2 separate regions of the Mus musculus genome follow, and region 2 is linked to region 1. Evidence: chromatin contacts called from public Hi-C data. All regions are on one chromosome and are shown on one strand. Each heading gives the region's core, a stretch centred on a gene start, on an enhancer-like site or on the middle of the called end of the contact. The rest is flanking DNA. Distances are from core to core; before and after follow the strand shown. Region 1 has its middle 5.9 kb from the start of 5830454E08Rik. Region 2 overlaps Sec22c (SEC22 homolog C, vesicle trafficking protein).

The links. A called contact is a pair of places that touch in the nucleus more often than the background predicts.
Region 2: a contact with region 1 is called in a Hi-C map of cortical neurons. The contact joins two enhancer-like sites. A contact is called at or near these places in 8 of 39 promoter capture datasets (3T3-L1-derived adipocytes, embryonic stem cells, liver and 3 more), 1 of 484 Hi-C or Micro-C datasets (cortical neurons), 3 of 115 datasets of contacts at active chromatin or transcription factors (astrocytes, embryonic forebrain and large pre-B cells) and 1 of 9 other capture datasets (adipose tissue).

What each region holds. Positions count from the first base shown.
Region 1 is chr9:120,580,875-120,585,493 of GRCm38.p6, forward strand. No RefSeq gene overlaps it. Among named protein-coding and RNA genes, the nearest start is that of 5830454E08Rik, 5.9 kb to the left of the region's middle. Within about 2 kb of position 1,942, at least 199 of the 459 cell types and tissues checked have an H3K27ac peak or open chromatin away from gene starts, as enhancers often do. A contact at or near this core is called in cortical neurons, where this site is marked.
Region 2 is chr9:121,688,072-121,692,690 of GRCm38.p6, forward strand. It overlaps Sec22c (SEC22 homolog C, vesicle trafficking protein), which reads right to left. Exons shown (of 7, transcript NM_001164562.1): 4 at 2,165-2,344; 5 at 128-246. Among named protein-coding and RNA genes, the nearest start is that of Sec22c, 15 kb to the right of the region's middle. Within about 2 kb of position 2,235, at least 65 of the 459 cell types and tissues checked have an H3K27ac peak or open chromatin away from gene starts, as enhancers often do. A contact at or near this core is called in cortical neurons, where this site is marked.

The DNA.
Region 1 (4,619 bases), core at 692-3,191:
CTAGGGAAGGAGTCTCACCTGGGTGTGGAGGAGCTGCTTCACGTGCAGTTCCCAAAGGCGGCCGCCTCCTAGGTACTCCCCGAGTCAGCTTTGTCCTCACAGCCTCTTACAACTCCTTATGTCTTCTGAAGCATGGAGCAGGCCTGGGCTCCAGCAGGGTCAAGGATGGTGCTCCTTGGTGACCCAGCTGACATTGGTCACAGGCATGAATTTAATGTTTAGGCCATAAGTGGTGGAAAAAGTGACTTTGTTTTAAAACTTCCACCTGCCATACTATCTAGATCTACGTTGTGTTTGTCACAGATGAGACTGTAGAGGACAGGCAGCGGGTGTCATCCTACCCCCCCCCCCTGCACACTCACTGTCCTCCTACCCTTCCACCTGCACAGTCACCCTCCTCCTACCCCCCCCCCCCCCGATCTACAAAGTGAGGCCCAGGATATTCAAGGCTATACAGAGAAACCCTTTCTCAAAACAACAACCACCACCACCACTACCACATGTCTGGGCAATGCCAGAGGCCAGAAGGAGCCAGATGCCTCCAGGAATGTAGTCACAGGCAGTTGTGAGCTACTGACGCTGCCAGGAACTGAACTTGGGTCCTCTGGAGGAACCACAGGTGCCTTTACCCACTGAACTATCTCCCCAGCCCCTCTCATTATCTTCTTTCAGATCTTGTAGTCATTTCAAAGGTATGTCTCAAAATCACTCTGCAAGGAAAATTATTTATCAGGCTCCGCTTTCCTCCTAGGCACTAGCTAAGGCCTCTCATCTTGTGCTTGCATTGCTTAGATACTGAGTCTTGGACCAAGGGCGGAAGAACTCCCTTTCAGTCAGGAAGCCTCTTTTGTTGTTGTTGTTGTTGTTGTTGTTGTTGTTGGTTTGTTTGTTTGTTTGTTTGTTTGTTTGTTTGTTTTGAGACAGGGTTTCTCTGTGTAGCCCTGGCTGTCCTGGAACTCACTCTGTAGACCAGGCTGGCCTCGAACTCAGAAATCCGCCTGCCTCTGCCTCCCGAGTGCTGGGATTAAAGGCGTGTGCCACCACACCCAGCAGTCAGGAAGCCTCTTAAGAGATAGCACCCCGCAGAGTCCCTAGTGGGGCGGTGCTCCGAAATGATTCTCAACACTTTGACTGTGAGAACCGGACAGCAAGGAAGACATTCAGTTCCAGTCCGAATCTGATCCTTCCAGGATCCAGGTCTGACGTTCTAAGTATGTAAAGAATGCGGGGAGGGGGGTGCGGGGGGGGGGGAGGCTCAGCTACAACTCGATGCTGCTGCGTAACCAGATGAGTCACATTGGGAGAAAAAGTCCTTCGAATGTAAAGGGTGCCGCAAAGCCTTCAGGTCCAGCCACGACTGGAAGGATCACCTACAAGTGCAGGCAGTGCAGGAAAGATCTGAGTTCTAGCGGGGCCTTAACCCAGGACTGGATGATAGACACCAGAGAGAAGCCCTACGTCTGCAAGGAGAGCCTTAGGGCCTTCCGGAGGGGCGTGGCCTTCCTCCAGCACCAGATTGTTCACTCTGCGGAGAAGCTGTGTGAATGCAAGAAGTGCCGGAGAGCTTTCAGATGGTACAGGAGTTTTCTCCAGCACCTCAAACTGTACCTGGTGGAGATGGAGCTGACTCAGGGTGATCCCCAGGGACTCCCTCCACCTCAGCTCAGATTCCTCTGCAGGAGCCGCGAGCCCCTCCTGCAGCTGTGCCTCTTCCCCCCTTTCCTCCAGCTGTGCTGGTTGGTTCCTGGGCTGCATTTGAAATACCCTCTTCATCTGCCCAGTTAGCGCGTGTGTCTCCCAGGGCCGTGCTCCCACAGTGAAGACTTTCACGGTTGTCAGTTCTTCTCGGCCTTCCCCCTGCAGCTTTAGCTTAGCACTTCCTCGAGCTCCTTCTCACCAGTAGGTGGCACCACGTGAACACACATTAATGAATTCGCTTACAGACTGTAGGTGGAGAACAGAACACTGCGGTCTCTGCACACTGACAGCAGCGGCTGTGTCGGCTAGGCTTGGGAGCTGCAAGGTCAGTTAGGGAATCACTTGTCCTGCCTGGCCTGTTGTAATTAAAAAGAAACGACCTGGGGCCAGTGACATAGCACTTGCCACCAAGCCATACACCCTGAGTTCTGTGCCCTGGGATCCCACAGTAGGAGAGAACCAACTCTCACAAGTTACGGCTGACTTCAAATGGCAGATGGGTTCCTTGGCAAAAATGCACCCCTCCACGTGCGCGTGCGCGTGCGCGCGCGCGCGCACACACACACACACGGGCACACACACACACACACACACACACGGGCACACAATAAACAGGAAGAAGCGTGTTGCCAGAAATGTAATACCTGCAGGAGAACTGGAGCGAGCTTCTGATCATGCATTTTAGAACTTAATGGCAGATTCTTTTTTTTTTCTTCAAGTTTTCTCAGATTTGGAGTGTGTGTGTGTATATATATATATGCCACACACATGCAGGTGCCCTCAGAGGCCAGAAATGAGTGTCAAATCTGCTGGCCCCAAAGTTACAGATAGTTGTGAACAGTCTGGTTGTGGGTGTTGGGCACTGAACAGGGGTCTGCAGTAAGAGCAGCAAGTGCTTTTAACTTCTGAGCCACCTCACCTGGTGTAGCAATGACTGAGGGGCAGGGGCGGGAGGAGTTGGCACCACTGACTGTAGGGGGTGCTACTGCTGTTGGAGATAGGGGATGCTGGTATGACTGATTATTCCAGAATGGTGATGTGCTGTTTCTGTCAGAGCTTGTTGAGGACCACCGCAGTGCAAATGCTTGAATGATATAGCAGTGAGAAGTCACTGTGTGCGTTACACCTGTGGTAGCTAGTGTGCACAGTCACATCTTTACACAGAAAGGCTTTCCTTTTTAGTTTTACCCTTTATTCTAGCTGTAGAATATCTTAGCTTTTTTTTGTTGTTGTTTTGTTTTGTTTTTTGTTTTTTGTTTTTTTTCGAGTCAGGGTTTCTCTGTGTAGCCCTGGCTATCTTGGAACTCACTCTGTAGACCAGGCTGGCCTTGAACCCAGAATGCGCCTGCCTCTGCCTCTCAAGTGCTGGGATTACAGATTCCTTTACAGATGGTTGTGAGCCACCATGTGGCTACTGGGAATTGAACTCAGGACCTCTGGCAGACCAGTTAGTGCTCTTACCTGCTGACACATCTCTCCAGCCACTCTTAGTCTTTACTGTATCTCTTGTGTGAACTTTTGCAGGAGTTTGGTGGAAACCTGGGGGAGAATGGGCAACTGTACAAAGCAACACTGGACGAAATCCAAGTTCAAAATGGGAGTTTGGAAATGCAGTGGGTGGTGGCATGAGTCCATAGGGTTGCTGGACATTAATGAAGTGGGGTTTGATTTGTTCTTGGTAATAACCTTGAAGGGAAGCCTGTGCTACTGTGGACAGGGCCCTGGAAAGTGGTGACTGGAAAAAGGATGCCGTGTGCGTGTTACAGTAGCCTTCCTGTACACTGGTGGATCAGTCCATGATGATCGGTTTGGTTGTTTTGTTTTGTTTTGTTTTGTTTCTCCTAGGGACAGTGTTTCTCTGTGTAACCCACCTGAGTCTCTGGTGGGAGGAGTGTGCCACCATCCCAGGCTTGCCTACGGGTTCTTTACTCTCATTCATATCTAGACACTTGTCAGAAGCAGTGGATATAGAAACCTTTACATTTGTGTATTTAAGATTTGCTAAGTTTCTGGTATGCTTGCAAAAAAACAACAACAAAAAGTAGTTTTCTGATGTAATTCTGTTTTAGGGTGTCTGTGAATATCACAGACACCCCTTGGGGAGATTTATTCTTTTTTTTTTTTTTTTTTTTTTTTTTTTTTGAGACAGGGTTTCTCTGTGTATCTCTGGCTGTCCTGAAACTCACTTTGTAGACCAGGCTGGCCTTGAACTCAGAAATCCTCCTGCCTCTGCCTCTTGAGGGCTGGGATTAAAGGCATGCGCTAGCACGCCCTTCGAGGATTATTCTTGATAAGGGACATGGGTGTGGCCCCTGGCAGTTTGTAATATGTCTTGGCTTCCATCTCTCCCTTTGGAGCCCACAGATATCCCCAGTCCTACTTGGAGCCCTTCAGACAGACCCCTTATGGGCAGGCACACAGTCTCCGTGCAGCCGTAGTAGCCACTGGAAACACAGCAGAGCTTTCTCTGATGTCTGTTGTGGTCATCTACTTGTAAGTCTTCGGCTGACTCTGCTGGTGTAGCCCTAGGCAGCTCAGGTTGAACTTTGCTACTGATTTTCCAAAGTCCCCGGTGCTGAGGCTTCCCGCAGAACTGGATGGACAGTGTCCCCAGAAGGGGAATTTTCAGATGCTACACAAGTAAGTGAGTGGCAGAGGGGGCTGGTGAGATGGCTCAGTGGGTAAAGGAGCCTGCTGTTATGTCTGATGGGCAGAGTTCCATCCCTGGGATCCATGTGATGGAAAGAGACAACTCGCCTCCACAAGTTGGCTTTCTCTCACACATACACACACACACGCACACACATATACATGCACATGCACGCATACATACACATGCACACGCACACACACACACTCATACATGCACACACACATCCACACACATATACATGCACATGCACGCATACATACACATGCAC
Region 2 (4,619 bases), core at 985-3,484, 1.1 Mb after region 1:
TGTCACTTGTCAAAAGAGTTGGGGATGTAGCTCCGGGCTAAAAGGTCCAGGCCAAAGTGTTCATAAGGTCCTAGGATCAATCCCAACACCACCAAAAACAAACAAAAAGCCCTGTGAAGAGGGTCACCTGTAAAGAATGCTCTGCGAGGTGAACTCCACGGATGAGGTTCAGGGCCGCGCACATGATGTTGAGAACAAGGGAGAGGACACCCAGGGCTGTCACCGGCTTCATCCGGAGGTTCGGAGCTTCACAGGGAACAGAAAGCAGAGTGTCTTGTGAGAATTGTTTCTGACAGACAGGTGAACAAGACCACTAACTAGACCTCTGCTAACGGGCTCACATGCTAAACGCAGACCACAAATGCGCACGTTTACAAAGCGGCGGAAGTTAGCAGGGCAAGCGAGAAATGAACGGATCTCAGAAACGGAGGTAAACTTCTTCCAGAAAAAATAAAGTAGTAATAATAATAATAGTTATTGTTATAATTATAATTTTTAAAAGGTCTTTTTTGTGTCAAGCACAGTACTTAATCCCCTTTTTATTTTAGCCAGGGGTGACTTGTACCTGGAGTGAGGTGCAGAGACACCTGTGAGCAGGAGACGTGAGCGTCAGTGACACCGGGAATCGTCCCTCCAGACACAAGATCCCAACACAGAATCAGCTGCTGCTGCAGGCTTTAGGGACTGTCAAGACTCTAGAAGCACCCCGCCACCTGCCTCAGTCTTCAGTTTGTAAACTGGTCTGCTCTTTTCCCAGTACAGACACTGTTCAGTGTCATGTGGGCATCCAGAATTATTCACAGCAGAATAAATTCTAAAATACCCAGGGAGAGGAGGTATTTGATCTATAACAGTTTGAATGTCTAGACTATAGCTATGGCCAGACTGATAATGGGAACAGACTCGCTGTCTTCCCAAAGGTCACAACTGAAAGGGAGTCTGGTTCACAGATGCTGTCTAGCCCGGTCTCCTGTCCTGCCCCTTCCCGAGCATCCTTTCTGGTCCTGACATTTCCCAACACATAACACAAGCGTGTACACACACACACACACACACACACACACACACACATTTCCCAACACATAACACAAGCGTGTACACACACACACACACACACACACACACACACACACACACACGCGCGCCCTCGCCCTGTGACCCACAGACCAGCTAACACCTACTGTTAGTGTGTTAGTTCCCACAGAGCATTTTGAGTTCCTGTTAGAACAGAACATGCTACCTGTGAGGCCTCTAGCCTCGGGACAGTAAGGTGAGGGAAACCACAGTAAAATGGCTTAGTTGGCACTTTCAGGATTCCTCCTCTTGTCTAAGTGTTTAAAAAAAAAAAAAACATACATCACAAAGGTGTCCCTACGTTTACTCAAGGCAGGGAAGAAATTTCACTCAAGACTCAATAATCCAGTCTTCTCTTCCGAAGGCCCAGTGTCCTCCAACATAACTGGGACAGCTTGCCCACTGGCAGGCGAGCCAATCTTGGGATTTACTGGTTTAAATGCATTAAGCCAAAAACCACTTTCATTTGCCACAGGCAATTTAATATGTCACAAACACAAGTTTAGTGTGCCATTTACATTTCAAGCCGTGAGTTTAGTACAGAAGTTTTAAAGAATTAGATTGTTACGATGTAGACAGGTCTTGCTGTAGATGCACCCTGGCCTTTCTGCAGAGGTCAGAGGACAACTGGATGAAGTCTCCCTCTACCATGGGGTCTCCAGGGATCAAACCCAGGAGCTCGAGCTTGGCGACTCCGCTTTACGCGGAGCCACGTCACTGCCCCCGTTGCAGGATTCTTAGATGCTACTTTCCCCACAGTCTTCCTCCAACAGGAGAAGAGGGTGAGGGCTTCCAGTGATGTGGTGAGTCAAGCAGACCCCATAGAGTCCAATGAATGGCTTCCAATAGCACAGTTCTGAGAACACTAAAACCTGTGAACTTCACCTTCAACAACCTCCCTGGCTGTTCAGTATGGAAACTCCAGAATGGCACCGATTGCTTCCTTAAAGAGAGCCTCAATCACAACAGTAAGGCTCCATTTGGTTTTGTCCTTTACAACAAACCGCCTGGAAATGGGGCCCATCCAGATTCTTGCTAGCCTACTTGACATGCATCCCCTCGTCTCCGTCAGAGAACGCCGGGCACTTACCAGGCTCAGAGTGCACTGGGGTGTGGCCGTTCAGCATGCCATTTGCCACATCTGTGTCCTCTAGGGACAGGACTGCTGGAGGCTGGAACTCGAGCTCCTCTTGGATCTTTTCTAAGCCACTCTTCATCTGGGAGGAGCTCATGTGGTTAAAATGCCACTTTGTTTTCTGAATGACACTGTCTGCAGAAAGAGAGAGGCCAAGTTGAGCATCGTCAGAATGGTGCAGATGGGAAGCGAAGCGCCCGTTGCTAAGCAACCAGTAAGTCAGATTCCGAACAGAGTCAGTTATCGGAGGTCAGGTGACTGCTGCGTATTAACACTAGTCTGATCCACTTCTCCAAAGAAGAATAATTAAAGTGTGGCTGCAGAGAAGCCGCCAGCCCTCAGGGACCCCGGAGTTGGCAGGAAGCACTGGGCCTGCCCCTTCAGGCTGTCTCTAAGCTTGGAGTCAGGAATAAATGGGACTCTGTTGTACAAGCTGGGAAGGCGTATCTGGAAGGTGTGCTGGATGCGTTTGAGCTTTACACAATGTGACATGAGCTGGAGCCACCTGGGAAGAAGGAAGTTTATGTCTGAGAAATGCTTTTATGAGACTGGCCACCAAACAAACCAATGTGGCATTTTCTTAAATTATGATTGACGTGGAGGGCTAAGCACAGTGGGCTCAGTGCCACCCCTGAAGGGGTGGCCCAGGGCTTCTAAGAAAGCAGACTGAACAATCCGTGCAGAGGAAGCCTGTAAGCAGCACCCTCCACGGTCTGCCTCAGTACCATTCAGGTTCCTGCCTTGAGTTCCTGCCCTGACTTCCCTTCATGGTTGGCTACGAATATAGACTGTAAGTCAAATAACCCTCTTCTTCCCACGTGGCCCTTGGTCATGGTGTTTACCGCAGGGAGAGGAAACAGACCAGGACAGAAGTGTCGGCTTTGATTCTTTTAGTTATATTACTATTAATCCACTCCAACAAATCATAACACGATTTTGTTGATTTGTTTTAAATTAAAACTCGTGTAGTCCAGGCTGGCCTCAAACTTGCTATGTAGCCAGTGATGGCCTTGAACTCCTGATGTCCCAACTGCTAGGATTCCAGTGCACAACCATGCCCACTCCCACGCCTGGCCTAACAAACTTTGAAGCAGGAGCCCAATCACGCATTTCTAATATCACTGTTCTCTGACTCCAAGGAGCTATGGTGGTGCTAGGGAAGGTCTCCCGTCTGATATAGCTCCTGCTTTGCAAGGAAGGCCCATGCAGAGAGAAGGGCAAATGAAGGCAGCTTCTTTTCCCCCCCAAATCAACTGGGGCCATGGGAGCCACAGCTGTGGCCTGCTTATAGACAGCCAGCACCATCCAGACAGGGATTAAGAGGGGCCCAGGGCAGCAGCTTCACAAAAGCCTCCCAGGTCTGCCACAGCCCCCCCACCTGGGCATTCCTGCTCCTGAAAGTGACAGCCCCAGGTCGGAGGTCACTGAGGGACAGTGAAGACTCTGGCAGTCATAGCCAGATGACCTAAATGCTGGCCTCACACCTGACTGTGCCAAACACTTCCAGATCCCTGTTCTAGTCCATCCCAGATACGACACATCCACTGCCCACCTCTCTTGCTCCCTAGAGCAGTGTTCCCAACTCTCCCAACAACTCTCGCCCTTTAATATGGTTCCTCCTGTTATGGTGACCATCCCCCACCAACCACAAAATTATTCTTGTTGCTACTTCATAAGTGTAATAAGTGAATATAGAAGCATTCACAACTACTGTTGTGAATTGCAATGCAAATATTTACTATATCCAATGGTCTTAGGTGAACCCTTTAAAAGGATTGTTCAAGCCCCCTCCCTTCCCCACAAAGGGCTGCCAGCCACAGGTTGGGAAATGCTGCCCTAGAGCTCAAAATGAACCACTCTTGGCCAAACTGGACACACCCCATGACTACCGGGCTGTGTTCTGTAGACTTGGGATCACAGAGAACCTTCTGGCTGATCTTAGGACAAAAAATGTCTTCTTCCAAAGCAGTCTTTGTCAACCTGCTTGAGGGAAGGACCACATTGTTCTCATTTCCAAACTGTTACAGCCTGATGCTTTGACAAAATGGAGGAAAAACAACAAATAAACAAACTCCTGCAGAAACGTGTGTGCCTGTAATCACCACAGAAGCTGGAAGCATTCGCTGTCTTCCAGGCTCATTCACACTCCCTCAGAGGCTCCAACCCAGACCTGCCATCAGCAGAACTTTCTCCAAGTGTAAGAGAGTAAACGTTTCCGGCTCCTGGTAGGTCCTGGTTGGCAAAGCATCACAAACCTGATTCACATAACACAATCTGGTCCATACAGGCTGTGGCCTGATTCACATAGCACAATCTGGTCTATACAGACTATGGCCTGGTTCACATAGCACAATCTGGTCTATACAGGCTGTGGTTTGCTGACCCCAACTTCCAGGGCCTGTGGTGAATA